Regions from separate parts of the Sus scrofa genome. Here region 2 is linked to region 1. The links are chromatin contacts, called in public Hi-C maps. All regions are on one chromosome and are shown on one strand. The core of a region is the stretch at or near the end of the contact, and the rest is flanking DNA. Distances in the headings are between cores, read along the strand shown.

What was found. Hi-C and Micro-C count contacts between places; a contact is called where the count stands out from the background.
Region 2: a contact with region 1 is called in a Hi-C map of skeletal muscle, with 4 times the contacts expected there. The contact joins the enhancer-like site here to the promoter of MICAL2 in region 1. A contact is called at or near these places in 1 of 5 promoter capture datasets (liver), 9 of 47 Hi-C or Micro-C datasets (adipocytes, embryonic fibroblasts, epiblast stem cells and 3 more) and 2 of 2 datasets of contacts at active chromatin or transcription factors (alveolar macrophages and skeletal muscle).

The regions. Positions count from the first base shown.
Region 1 is chr2:47,297,761-47,304,662 of Sscrofa11.1, forward strand. MICAL2 (F-actin-methionine sulfoxide oxidase MICAL2) reads right to left here and starts at 4,327. Exons shown (of 38, transcript XM_021083313.1): 1 at 4,150-4,327.
Region 2 is chr2:47,355,594-47,362,495 of Sscrofa11.1, forward strand. No RefSeq gene overlaps it. Among named protein-coding and RNA genes, the nearest start is that of DKK3, 27 kb to the right of the region's middle. Within about 2 kb of position 2,743, at least 10 of the 83 cell types and tissues checked have an H3K27ac peak or open chromatin away from gene starts, as enhancers often do. A contact at or near this core is called in skeletal muscle, where this site is marked.

The DNA of each region.
Region 1 (6,902 bases), core at 3,077-5,576:
CACACAGCAAACCGGAGCTCTAGGGAGCACAGCAAATAGTTCTCCTATTATTTCAGGATGTTTACAAGCTGACGCTGAAGAACGGTCCACGTGCGAGCAAGTCATCTTTTTAAAAAACCTCTTATCTAAACATGAGCACAGGCAGTCACACAAATCCACCACAGGGTTCATTCATTCAAAATGCATTTCCTGAGCAGCTCTGACACTATTGGACAGACACTTCACGCAGCCTCCTCCTTGTCCCAGACACAGCACTGGGAATCCAACAGAGCAGGGATGAGGATTCCAGCATCAAAGGGTTTGCTGTCCCGTGAGGACTTAAACAGCTGGCGATAGGGGAACAGCTGGTTAAAAGCGGGGAAGGGGGGTAGATGGAAGGGGGTGCTCCAGATTAAAGGAGGTAAGAGAACTACCAACCAAATGCAGCATACAGACTTTGTTTGGATTCTGATTTGAACGAACCAATGATGAAGGTCACTTCTGAGACAATCAAAGAAATCTGAATGTGCACAGATGAGACCGAAAAATTGCTGTTAATCCTGCTACACGCAATAATGGCAATGCAGTCATGAATGAACATTCTTTTTAAAAATAGATATATAGATATATGCTGGATGATATAGGGGCAGAATGACATGATATCAGAAATTTGCTTCAAAATATTTCAGGAAGAAGAAAAGAAAGAGAGAGAGAGAAAGCCAGCCTGGCATGATCTTGGTTGTTAAAGCTGGATAATGAGTATTTTGGGCTTATTATACTATTCTCTCTCTATATATATACATATATGTGTGTATATATATACATATATATATACACACATATATATATTTTAGGACTGCATCCACAACATATGGAAGTTCCCAGGCTAGAGGTCGAATTGGAGTCATAGCTGTTGGCCCACACCACAGCCACAGCAACGCAGGATCTGAGCCGCATCTGCCACCTACACCACAGCTCACGGCAATGCCAGATCCTTAACCCATTGCATGAGGCCAGGGATTGAACCCACGACCTCATGCCTCCTAGTCGGGTTCGTTAACTGCTGAGCCACAAAGGGAACTCTATTCTATTTTTGTGTTTGAAAGTGCTCGTATTTTTAAACAAAGGATAGATATCCTAACGAAGCCTCGTATAAAAGGCAAAGGGGCCATAAAGCAAAGAGCAAGGAGGATTTGTGAGAACCAGAAAATAAATAAATAAATAAATAAATAAAGATTATGAGTGTTTTAAATGTCATTTCACAGTAGGGTGGAAGGACATGTCCACATGTGACATTTACAATATAAGCTGAGGAATCCTAAGCACAGCAGGGGGCTACAAACACCAAGCCTGCTTCCCTTAGGGCTTAATTCACCATACAGACCTTACTTGTAGACTGAGGCCAGAATTCTAACTTGATCACTCACTAGCTGTATAAGAGCAGCAAGTTTTAACCTTCCTGAGCCTCAGTTTCCTCATCTATAAAATGGGAATAACCTCACCTACCTCTTTAGAGAGCTAATGTGGGTCAAATGATATAAAGAATGAAAAGTCCCTGCATAATAAACAGTGTTCCCTTTCCTGGGCCTTTAAACCATAGACACCCCCTAGTCTTGGAAAGGCCTCGAAAATTGACAATGTTTACTTTAGCCCCAATCTTCTTGCACCGATACCCCACCCCTCCCACCAGAGTCAAGGCTCTCCTCCAAGAAAGCAGGATCTGGAGTTCCTGTTGTGGCTCAGTGGAAACGAATCTAACTAGCATCCATGAGGACGCAGATTCGATCCCTGGCCTCACTCAGTGGGTTAAGGATCTGACACTGCCATGAGCTGTAGTGTGGGTCAAAGATGCGGCTTGGATCCCGAGTGGCTGTGGCTGTGGTGTAGGCCAGCAGGAGTAGCTCTGATCTGACCCCTAGCCTGGGAACCTCCAAAGGCCTCGGGTGCAGCCCCCCAACACACACCCGAAAAAAGGCAGGACCTCCACCTTCAACAGTAGGGAGTGAAAGGTGCAGGCCCATGACTGGAAGGCACACCCAGATTGGGATGGAGCCATGGACAGAGAGAATAGAAACACCACATCATAGGCAGAAAGGGCTTACGGAGGTGCTCCTCTGCTCCTTTCAGTTCCCAGGAAGAGGTTTCCAATGACCAAGCTACAACCAGCCTTAGTCCTTAAACTGATTTATACTAAAGTGTAACTGGTTGGTACTAAAGTATAACTGATTGGTATTAGGCTAATCACGATTTTCTTTCAGAAGGGAGTGATAAGCCCAAAGCCAGAGCCCTGGGCTTGAATAAAGGAGGCTGTGGTTTCATTTTTCATAAAAGTATGCTCAAACGGTGGATCTCAATCACCTTACAACCATAACTAGTATACCTGAACACCTGCCCCCACCCAAAAAAAATTAAACTAGAATCAGTCCTAAGGTACAGGTTATTTTAGCTAAAGGTCCTCCTAGACCATCCCAGAAGCCAACTTTGAGAGCGAGGGCCAAGTCAATGGCAGGGCCAGGCCTCCCCCTCAAATAGGACCCACACACCAACAATCAATCCCTTCGCATCACAAATGATCAACACCCACCATCCCCCTTGAGGGAGGACAGGGTGGCCAAGGGATCTGCAGGTTGAACAACCTGGGTTAACCCAGGTCAGTTCCAGCACTTGGCTAAAGAAGCACCCCCAGTATCTTCAGGTGGAATCTTTTCAGAAACCAGAAGACTCCAGGCACCCTGGGAGGCCATGAGCCTGCAGCACAGTACACCACTTTTCACAGCCATGGGGCAGCACGAAGAGCACTGGACTGAGCTCTGGCAGAGGCTGGTTCAAACCCTGGCTCAGCCACTTTCTCTGTGTCCTTGGGCACTCACCCTACCTGAGTCTGTTTCTTCATCTCTAAAATGAGGAGGGCAAAACTCTCAGAGGTTTTGGAGAGTTACCATGAAATTGGCTGCACAAGGGCCACAGGGCAGGAGCTGTTCCTCAGTAGGCACTTAATAAATCTATCTTCTCTCTGTCTGAAGGCGAATTCTTACTATAATAAGAGCCTCCAGAACACCGGGTGGTGCTGCCCTGGAACTTAAGGCCCACTTGGGTCAACTTCCCCTGGGAAAGGGACAGGAACAGGCACCCAGGCAATCAAACATCTGAGGGTCAACCCGCCTGCTGGTTCTTTTCCCATGGGACCAGCCCAGAAGGAGGCTGGTTAGCAACTTGACCCTTCACAGAAGCCACTGAAGACTGTAGGGAGCAAGGCAAGACCAACAGCAAGAGGGTCCACAAGATGCTTAAGGTCCAGGCATTATCCATGTGCCTCCAAATAAAAGCTCTTTGGGCTTTAAGAACCCAGGCTTTAGAATAAACAATGTGGAAAGAGACACACGTTTACTCTGGTTTCAACACGCCTCCTCCCCATCCAGTAAAGGCTGTTCCCAGCTTTGCCGCGAGGCTGGCCTAGGATAAAGTTAACCCCACCTGCCCCGGCCTGGGAGCCTAGTCAGTGGCACTTCTCCCCAGGGCCGGTCGGCAACAGCAAGGCGGACGCCCCAGTGGGGGTGCCCCCGGGCCTGAGGTGACCTCGGGCTGCCGGGCCACGGGGCTCAGAAAGGACAGGGCAGCAGCTCCTAGGGCCACGCAGCGGCCCCAGACCCAGTCCTAGCCCGCAGGCGCCCAGGCCACCGACAATTGGCCCAACTTAACTTCCTGTTGTTAAGGAGGGAGGGGAACTAGGCGGGGGTTGGGTGGGCACCCAGCAGGGCCAGGAAAGAACGTGACCGGCGACCCGCGCTGGGCCCAAATCATGGGAAGATAAGTTTGGGAATGATCTTCTGCCTGGGTGGCAGGCGGTACTGCTGGCGTATCGCGCTCCCTCCATATCGACATTTGGGTATTTTCCAGGCTTAGAACTGAAGAATTTGGGTGCTGGGGGGCAGAATAATAGTTCGAGGTACTGCATTCTAGTCGATTTAGAGACCGATGGGGGCAGTCCCGGCCTCCTTAGGCAGAGCCACCTGCTCGCTGGGCGCCCCGCCGGGTGGTTCTGAGGCGGGAGATGCTGTGGCCGCACCTGACCCTCCCTGGCGCGGGCCAGGGCGCAGAGTTCAGGCTCGGCTGCCACGGTCCCCACCCGCCCATCCCGGAGCCCCGCGATCGCCTTCTCCCCGGCCTTACCGAGAGCCTCATCAGCCGCCGAGCCTCGGGTGAGCCCCTGCCTTCGCCTAGGGCCGCGGGCGCTGCGGTCGGGACCCTGAGGCCGCCAGCTGAGCTGGGAGCGAGCTAGGCGGCCCCGCGCAGGGTTCGCCGGGCAAGCGCCTGCAGTTCTGCGCCGCGCGGCTACCAGGACGGGGATCCGCCCCCATCGGAGGCGCGGCCAATGCCTGTGCAGCCGGGGGTGCAGTCCCGCCCCCAAGCCCGAGGCCCACGGCCAATGGCAGCGCGGCGCGGAGCCCACCCCCGCTCCCCGCTGGCCCCGCCCCTGTGGGGCCAGCTGTCACCACGGCTGCTGCGGGCGCACGTGGGCTGTAGCCCTGAGCCGCTGAGGGTAGGGGGCAGCCAATGCTCCCACCCGGACCAGTGCAGGCCTAAGACTCGCTAGGGCCGATAAGGGCGGGGAGTGGTGATGCCGCTAGATGAAACCCACCCCCACCCCGTGCAGGTATTCTAATACCTAGGGAGAGGTGAGGGCTGAGCCTAACCCTCCTTAGCACAGGCAGCTGGAAAGCAAGCCTCAGCGTCCCCTTTTGGACTTGAGGGAGCAGCACAGCACTTCCAGTACTGTGAACCTCCCTCCTTGCTTTAGTCCTTGATCACCCTGGGCTTCAGGAAACGCCTGCTAGCGGAGAGGCTCTTCCTCTCACCTGGACTGGCCTTGCTTAGAATAAAACTGACGGGCTTTGCTGTACAGCAGAAATTGACAGAACATTGTGAATCAACTATAATAAAAAATTATTTTAATAATAAAACTGTTGGGAAGAGAGGCAGCGGTGTAGACCACGTAGGACCTTAGTCAAATCACCCAAGTACTCTCTTCTCTTGGCCATCAAGTAACTACTTTAATCTCCGCTCTGCCCACCCTCACCAGTTGCCCACAGCTCCAAAGGGCAGGATTCACAGAAAAGTCAGTGTGAACAATGTGAGAGGGGCGTGAAGCCACTTTGTGAACTGCAAATACTGCAAACACCTTTGGCAGACTGCCTTAGTAGCCTTGATCATGAAACAGGGATCCCACGGGCAGGAGCTATGTCTTACTCATCTCGGTGGCCCAGGAACCTCTCATGGGCTTGGCCCAATATAAATGTTCTTGGAACAGAACTGACACAAAGGGAAGGAAAACAGGCAGGCTTGGGCAGTGAGAAAACAGTTGTAGCTCCAGACTGTTGGAATTTCCACAGCATCAGACCACCCTCTGGAAAGACTATGTTCCCTTGCCAAGCAAGTACAGGCAGAGCAGTTTGCCCCTTATTTCTTTCCATGCTCCTTATCATGTGATCCTACTTGAGGCCTGTTAGGTTTTCCTAGGGACTGTCCTACATAGTTGCTCTCTTAGCATCCTCAGAATTCAGTCGACTTCCTGTAGGTGAACTTTCAGCAAAAGCCAACCCTGCTTGGTTTGCAAGACTCAGTCAGCACTGATGCTCAGAGGGGCAGCTCTCCTCTCTGATGGAACTCTGCCTGCGGTGCCAGTTGTTAGGATGTCCTCTCTGCACATTATCTCGTTTAATTCTGACAGTGGCTCTGTGCAGTATGCATTTTTATTATCATCCTCTTTTACAGATGTGAACACTGAGACTCAGGAGGTTAAGTAACTTAACAAGGTCACGCAGTTAATAAGTTTCAGCGTGTAGATATGATTCTGGATTCCAGAATCTGCAAGCCTAATCACTGTGCACTGGGGTCTCTGCAGTCCTGCCCATACCTATAGGCCAGATCTATCCCTGAAGGAACTGCTCTGGGACCTGACCATCCCAAACACTCTGTTGAGCTCAGGCCTGGGCTCTGTCAGGGACAGGAGATGAGACCAGCATAGGCCTTTCTTATTTACAGAGTGACTGGTCAAAGAAACAGGGTTACCTCTGCCCCTAGTCCAAATCCTCACTGGCCACAGGCCTCTTGCTTCCGGCCTGGGCCTGAGACACCTGTGCTAGGATGGAGATGGAGACAGAGCCATTCATTCACTTCATAGGTGCTACTGAGAACTGGATATGAGGCTTACATTCATGTAACTTACCATTCAGCTGATGGGTTGGAAGTACACAGTGCTATGGGAGTTGTATTCTTTATCAATTTTATTTTTTATAATTCCCATCATCTTATCTATAGCACGTGTTCTCCAAATTAAACAAATTTAACACTGCTTCAGGAACACTAAGGGCCCACCAAGTTTTACAGAGGTAATCCTGCTGAGCATAGACATTCTAGTAACTCTAAAACTTATTAATGTGTTCCTAGGATCTCTGCCTCCTCTTCCCCAACCTTACTCCCAACCTTTTTTAACTTGGGGGAAGGGAAGGCAGGGAGGGTGGATAGTGGGTGTGCTCAGGTAAGAAGGACCCTTACTAAGTGGGTCTGAGGGCTGAAGAATGAGCTTTTCTCCTTGGATGTAGGCCAAGCTGGGAGCTGATGGAGCCTCACTGAAAGAAGGGAGATAAGCCTTGAGACCTCTTGAACCAGTGGACAGAGCCCCTTGCCACCACATTCAAGCCACCCTTGCTGGCCATCGCCCTGGAGGGTGGGGAGGAATAGGGACAGAAGAACACAGCTGTCCCTTCTCTGGACAAAGCAGTAACCATGGGATATCCTGCTGGACTCTGGGGGTTTCTACAATTAAGATCTTCAAAGAAAAGATTGTGCAATGTTAGAGTGGACTTAAAATATTATCTAAGCCCCTCCCTGAACAGATGAAAGCAGTTTAAAAATTAATGGGG
Region 2 (6,902 bases), core at 1,493-3,992, 56 kb after region 1:
GAACCTAGAAGCACCGGGATGGAGCAGCCCTGCCCTTCAGTCAGGTGCGGGGTGGGAGGGGCATCCTGGTGGGGGGCGGGGAGGGGGAACCATAGGCTGACAAGCCCCATCCTGCCTCTCCCTCCCCCTCCTCCCTCTGCTGCATCTGAGCTCAGCAGCCTGGCTCACCACCCCCAGGAAGGAGAGAACTGCCCATCCCACACACTGTGTATTTAGTTATTTTCCTTATTGCCTATCTCCTATGAGAATGTAAGCCCCATGACGGAGGGTTTGTGTTAGTAATTCTATTGCTGCTGTTACAAATTCCCACAAATGGAGCGACTTATCCTACGGTTCTCAAGGACGTTATTATCCTATGGTTCTCAAGGTCAGAAGTCTCACTGACCTAAAATCAGAGCTTCATTCTTTTCTGGAGGCTCCAGGGGAGAGAAGCTATTTCCTGGCCTTTTCCAGCCTTCAGAGGCAGCCCGCACCCCTCAGCCCAGAGCCCTCGTGCATCTTCAAAACCCAAAATCACTCCCCCCACCCCACCCCCACTCCCCGACCTCTGCTTCACCACCTGTTATCTCTGCCTCTGCCTCTTCTGTCCGCTTCTACCTACAGGGACCCTCGTGATCAGGTTGGGCCTCCCGGGTGGTCCAAGAAATACCCTATCTTCTGGTCAGCTGATTAGCAGCCTTAATTCCCCCTTCCCATGTAAGACAACACACCTGTTCTGGGGATTAGGGCATAGATGTCTTGGGGGGGGTCCTCATTCTACCTACCGCAGGGTTTATTGTCTCTTTTTCACTGCTGGCTTCCAAGTCTCTGACACTTGTTGAATGAAGAAGTGAATGAGTATATCAATACATTGTTATGAATAAGATTTAACATCATAGTACACAGGAGTTGCGCTTACAAAGCACCAGGCAATGTCCAAAAGTGATCTATGGATATGAAGTCATTTAATCCCCAACAATTCTGTGAGGCACCTTTTATTATTATCTCATTCTGCAGGTGAAGATACTAAGGCACAGATGAGTAGCTGCACCAGGCTACCCAGCTAGTGACAGGTGAAGCCGAGATTTGATCTCAAATTGGTTAAGCACTTATTTTGTCGCTAGGCCTATTACCTTTCTGACATCCTTGAGGAAGTGTGGACAGAATATGAACCCCAGTCTTAGGTCCAGAAATAAGTCACCTGCTCAGCTGAGGGATTTGGAAGGATTCTGTGTCTCGGTTGAGACAATGGGGTGCATATGGCTTCTTGGGTCTCCTTCAGTGCTGCTCAGACCAGGACCAGGTCCCCCAAGAGACCCTGGATTTTCCTGTTCCCGGCATGAGGCAGGGCTCCTGCTTGGACCCTCCCCTCTGGTTCTGCTTCTACTCTATGTGAATAGGTCCCAGGCCCCCATGAGCCTGTCGCCAACCTGCAGCTGGGCCTGACTGCTCTGCCTCCTGGAAACCTAAGCTTCCCCAACAACAGGAGCCTGCCTCAATCCACACCCAGAGCTGAAGTTGCAGTGCCTGGGGTTCCTTGATGGCAATTCTGGGGATCCCTTTAGCTGGGCCCCATCCATTTTTAGTATTTATTGACATAGAGTTGATTTATAATGTTGGGTTAATTCCTGCTGTACAGCAAAGTGACTCAGTTATCCATATATGTACATTCTTTTTTATATTCTTTTCCACTGTGGTTTATCACAGGACATCGAATATCGAATATAGTTCCCTGTGCTATACAGTAGGACCTTGTAGTTTATCCATCTTTTTTTTTTTTTTTTTTTTTTTTGGGTCTTTTTAGGGCCACTCCTGTGGCATATGGATGTTCCCAGGCTAGGGGCTGAATTGGAGCTACAGCTGCTGGCCTATATCACAGCCATAGCAACACAGGATCCAAGTCGCATCTGCAACCTCCACCACAGCTCATGGCAATGCCGGATCCTTAACCCACTGACGTTAGCCAGGGATCGAACCCACAACCTCACAGTTCCTAGTTGAATTCACTTCCACTGCACCACGACGGGAACTCCATCTGTCTTATATATAGTAGTTTGCCTCTACGAATCCCAGACTCCCAGTCCTCTACCCCTTCCCCACTTGGCAACTACAAGGTGTTCTCTATAACTGTGAGTCTGTTTCTGTGTTGTAAATATGCCAACTGGTGTCGTATTTTAGATTTCACATATATGTGATATTCTATAGTATTTGTCTTTCTCTTTCTGACTTCCCTTAGTATGATAATCTAGCTGCATCCATGTTGCTGCAAATGACCTTATTTCAATCTTTTTTATGGCTTAGTAGTATTCCATTGTATATACCTATCACATCTTCTGTACCATTCATCTGTCAGCGGACATTTAAGTTGTTTCCATGCCTTGGCTCTTATAAATAGTGCTGCTATGAACATAGGGGAGCATGTATCTTTTCAAATTATAGTTCCGTCTGGGTATATGCCCAGGAGTGGGATTTCTGCATTATATGGCTGCTCCATTTTTAGTTTTCTGAGGAACCTCCATCCCTATCTATGTTTTGCATGTGCTGGAGTGGCTTGCTCTCTCCATGCTGGACCCTGTCACCAGCCCCTGTGATGGGCAGCTGCTCCAGAGCCCCCTCCCCAGCTGCTCTGATTCCCCTGCCAGCCTGTTCTCCAAGGCCACGAGCACAGAGGCCTGCTGGACACCCCCAAGCACTGTCTCAGCTCCCCCCAGCTCTGCAGTGAGAGTGCTGCTCAGGCAGGGAGGTGGCCCTGGCCCCTTCTCTTGCATCTTAACCTTTGTAGTCAGAGCCAAGAAGAGTGAAATGCACTTGTGCCTGCCAGTACAGTGGGGCATCACATTTTCTGTTCCTGCCAGCACATTTTCTAGGTCAGTGTTGGATCAGGGAAATCCAATACCGCATGTCCTAACTTTTTATTTGCAAACAGAGAAATGGCTTTCCAAAATAAATAGTGTTTACAAGCAGAGCCTGGAGAAACCTCCATCAGAAATACACTGAGTGCCCAGGAGGACAGATGCTTCCTGGCTGTGGTTGCTGTAAATCCAACACCAGCCCCAGCTCCAGCCCTGGAAGGATAGGCTGGATTGGAAGAGGACATATGCATGTCTGTATGTGTGCACACACGTGCATTTGCACAGATACCCAGATGCATGTTTCCTTAAGGGTCTTTGGGTATGACTAGCATGCTTACGTAAACTGGGGGGGGGGTTTACCCATGTGTACTTGTGTCTGTGTAGGTGTGTCTATACAGGCATGTGCACATGCACACGCATGCATGTGTGTATGTGTGCGTGTGCATTGCTGCCTAATGACTTTGTGCCCAGCCCTGATCCTCAGATATCCAGTCCTCTCTGTAAACACGTTCCTCTTTCCTTAAGCTGCCTGAGCCCTCATCATTTTTTTTTTTTTCCCACCTGAGTGAGGAGCTGGGGCTCCAATTCTGATAGGCTGTATATGCATTTCTTCCACCCGGTTTCCTCTTCATATCCAAACCCCCCCCACTCCCTATTAGATGCCACCTTCTTGTACACGGCAACCACGTGTCGCCTCTGCTTGCCACGTTTGGACACAGCAATCTGAGCTCATGGCATGTTACCATCTCTGGGTAAGTGGCAGCTTGTGCTGCCCCAAGACGTCCTCTGGGGTCACATCTAGCCCAGCGCCCCCTGTCTTCAGGATCTCCCTCCCAGACCCTCTTCCTGGGCTACCAGCACCATCTTCCCCACCTTCTGGCCATTTCTCAGCTCAAGGTCATTTCTCAGCTCAAGGTCCCACCTACCTGGGAAGCATCAACTTCATCAAACTCCTAAGCACCTCAGCCTGGCTTCCAAGAGCTGAGTGATGTTCTCAGCAAACCTTCCCAGGGGTTTCTCCGGGAAAACCTGCGTGAGCTCAGGCCCGCCCCACCCCACCTCTGAGCCTGTCTTTGCTCCTGCTGTTCCTCTGCCACAACACCTTTCTCTGCCAGCCCACGCCCTGTGCTGCCTTCCAGCCCAGCTCTAGGGCCACCCCTCCCCCTACGAGGCCTTCTCAGAGAAACCTCCCCCGACAGCACCTTCCCCACCCGGCCCCATATCACAGGATGACACCCTGCCCCATGGATTGCCTAAGAACTGTTTTCAGGTTGCTTCACAGCACTTATCTCGCCCTCCCACCTAGATTGCAATCTCCTAGTATCAAGCCCTGTGTTCCTTGTGAATAAGCCCTGGAACCCGACACAGGTCTGGACATAGTACAGACCAGTGATAAGGGCCCGTAGGTGAGTTGATGCAAGTAAACCAAGTCAGGGTCAGGGTATAAAACGACGTGCCGGGCACTGCATCTGGTGACTCACGTGCCCTCCCTCATTGAATCCTCCCAATAACTGTGGGAGTGGGGAAATAGCATCCGCATCTCCTAGATGAGAAAACAGAGGCCGAGGGAGGCTGTGGGACTTCTTCACAGAACAAGCAAGTGGCAACGTCAGGATTTAATCCTAGGTCTGTCCAACTCCATCTCTCTGTTACCTTGCAATAACCGTGGCAGTGGAAGGCGGTGTGCTAGAGTGTCGAGAACTCTCTGAAATTCTACAGCACGCCCTGGCTAGAAAGGTTAGCACAAGCACAAGGTCAGTGCTGTCCAGAACTTTCTGCAATTATGGAAATGTTTAGTTCTATACTATCCAGTAGGGTAGCCATCAGCCAGATGGCCACTGAGGACCTGAAATGTGAGTGTGACTAAGGAACTGGATTTGATTTGATTTGATTTGTCTTTTGTCTTTTGTCTTTGAAGGGCTGCACCCGTGGCATATGGAGATTCCCAGGCTAGGGGTCAAATCAAAGCTGTAGCTGCCAGCCTACAACACAGCCACAATAATGGCAGATCTGAGTCTGCGACCTACACCACAGCTCACGGCAACACCAGCTCTTTAACCCACCGAGCGAGGCCAGGGATCAAACCCGCAACCTCATGGTTCCTGGTTGGATTTGTTTCCATTGCGCCGTGACAGGAACTTCAGGAACTGGATTTTAAATTTTATGTCATTTTTTTTCTTTCTATGGTCACACCTGCGGCATATAGAATTTCCTGGGCTAGGGGTTGAATTGGAGCTGCAGCTGCCAGCCCATGCCACAGCCACAGCAACACCCAATCCTTAACCCAGTGATCGAGGCCAGGGATCAAACCCACATCTTCATGGCCACTATGCCGGGTTCTTAACCTGCTGAGCCACAATGGGAACTCCCAAATTTTATTTAAGTTTAATTCATTGGAATTTAAATAGTCACCTGTGGCTTGTGGCTACCATATTGAACAGGATAACACTAGAACACTGCTACCCAACCATGTTCATGCTAAGTCAATAATAGACATTTGTTAGTAGAAGAGAAAAATAAAATAATAATTGTACAATGAGTGAGGCTGCTTGTTACCAGGGCAACTGGCTCAAGGAGTCCTCCCCTCCTAGCCTCACCCAGGACCCCCAGGGTTATGACTCCAAGGGACAGTGTCGCAATAAATGTGTAACCCATTCCAGGCACACGGGATCTTAATGACGGCAGAGTTCCCTGTTGGCTCAGCCTCCAGGCCTAGGACACGGAAGTCATTGTGATGATAAGAAACCTTCCCAGTCCTTGTGTGGCCTCCTGTCCTTCCATTTCCCACAGGGGGTGCCAGGCCCTGGGCAGGGGCAGCGGTACAGTGGGTGACTCAGAGCCCAGCCTCTCTGAGCACGAGCCAGCAGTGAGGAATGATGGGAGCCTTCTTGACCTTCGCCATCAAGGCGCCTGCGGCTCCACAGTTGTCAGAGACTAGGACCCTGGTCACAGCAACCCAAGGTGGGCTCTGGCCCTGCAGAGGGAGCCAGGTGCCTACTAGGCTATTATTGGCAGCACTTTGGCGCCACCTCCTGGCCAGCTTGCAGAGTGCCAGTGGGTCCAAGCTCAGCAGGAAGAAGATGGGATGGGGCCCTGCTGACCAATGGGGGCTATCAGAGGCCACCCAGGCCCCACCTGGTTACATGTCAATACACAGCAGGGGGGTCCTCTCCCTTCCAGTAAGGAACGGGCACCTTGGATGGAAGGGAGGGTGAGAGCAGCAGCGCTGGGGGAGAGTGAAGGGAGACAGCTGGAGTGCTGTGTGAGTTTGGAACGGGAACATTCCAGCATCCAGGACCTCATTCACACCTCCATTATTAAACTGTGCCAGACCCTGGATATATGGGGAGAATCCAGACAGGAGCTGGGTGGTGGCTGAAACGGGGTGACCTCAGGAAGCAGGGTGAAGGCCGTGTGTCTGGGCTGGTCTCTGAGGATGAGAAGGGTTGGCTACCTGCAGACAAAGGGGGAAGCAAATGAGTTTGCAGCAGAGGGAGCCGCCAGGGGGCCCAGACCTGGAGGTGAGAAGGAGGGAGATTCTCTGGGGAGGTGAAGTGGCTCCAGGTGGCCAGAAAAATGGAGGGGATGGGCAGAGGTGGTGTCGGGTGCAGGGGGCTGGATCTGAAGCAGCTGGGTGGTCCAACCCACCCAGGGCTTGTGGTCTGCAATCCCCACACTATCTGGCAGACCCCCAGGGGCTGGTGAGCTTGGCATTTCTGGAACAGCTGGCAAAGGCAGCAGATGGGCTTCGTGCTTTGGAGATGGGGAGGGTGCGGGACAGGCTGAGACAGGAGACTGACTGACCAGCCCCGTGACCCAGCAACATTCCTCTTCTCTGGGCCTCCATGTCCTCATCAGTCAGGAGTTGGCTAATAGTCTTCATCAACTCCGGCTTAACCAGTCCGAGTCCCCAAGTGCAGGAAGGAAGGAGGTGTAAAGACAGCTGGGTTCTGGGAGACGTCCCCTGCCCAGGAGGGGCTGGGTGAGGCTGTGCCCCTAGACCCCAGTTATGTGCAGATGCTGAGCCTGAGCAGGGCTTCCTGAGCCACTGGGTCTCAATTTCCCTCAGTG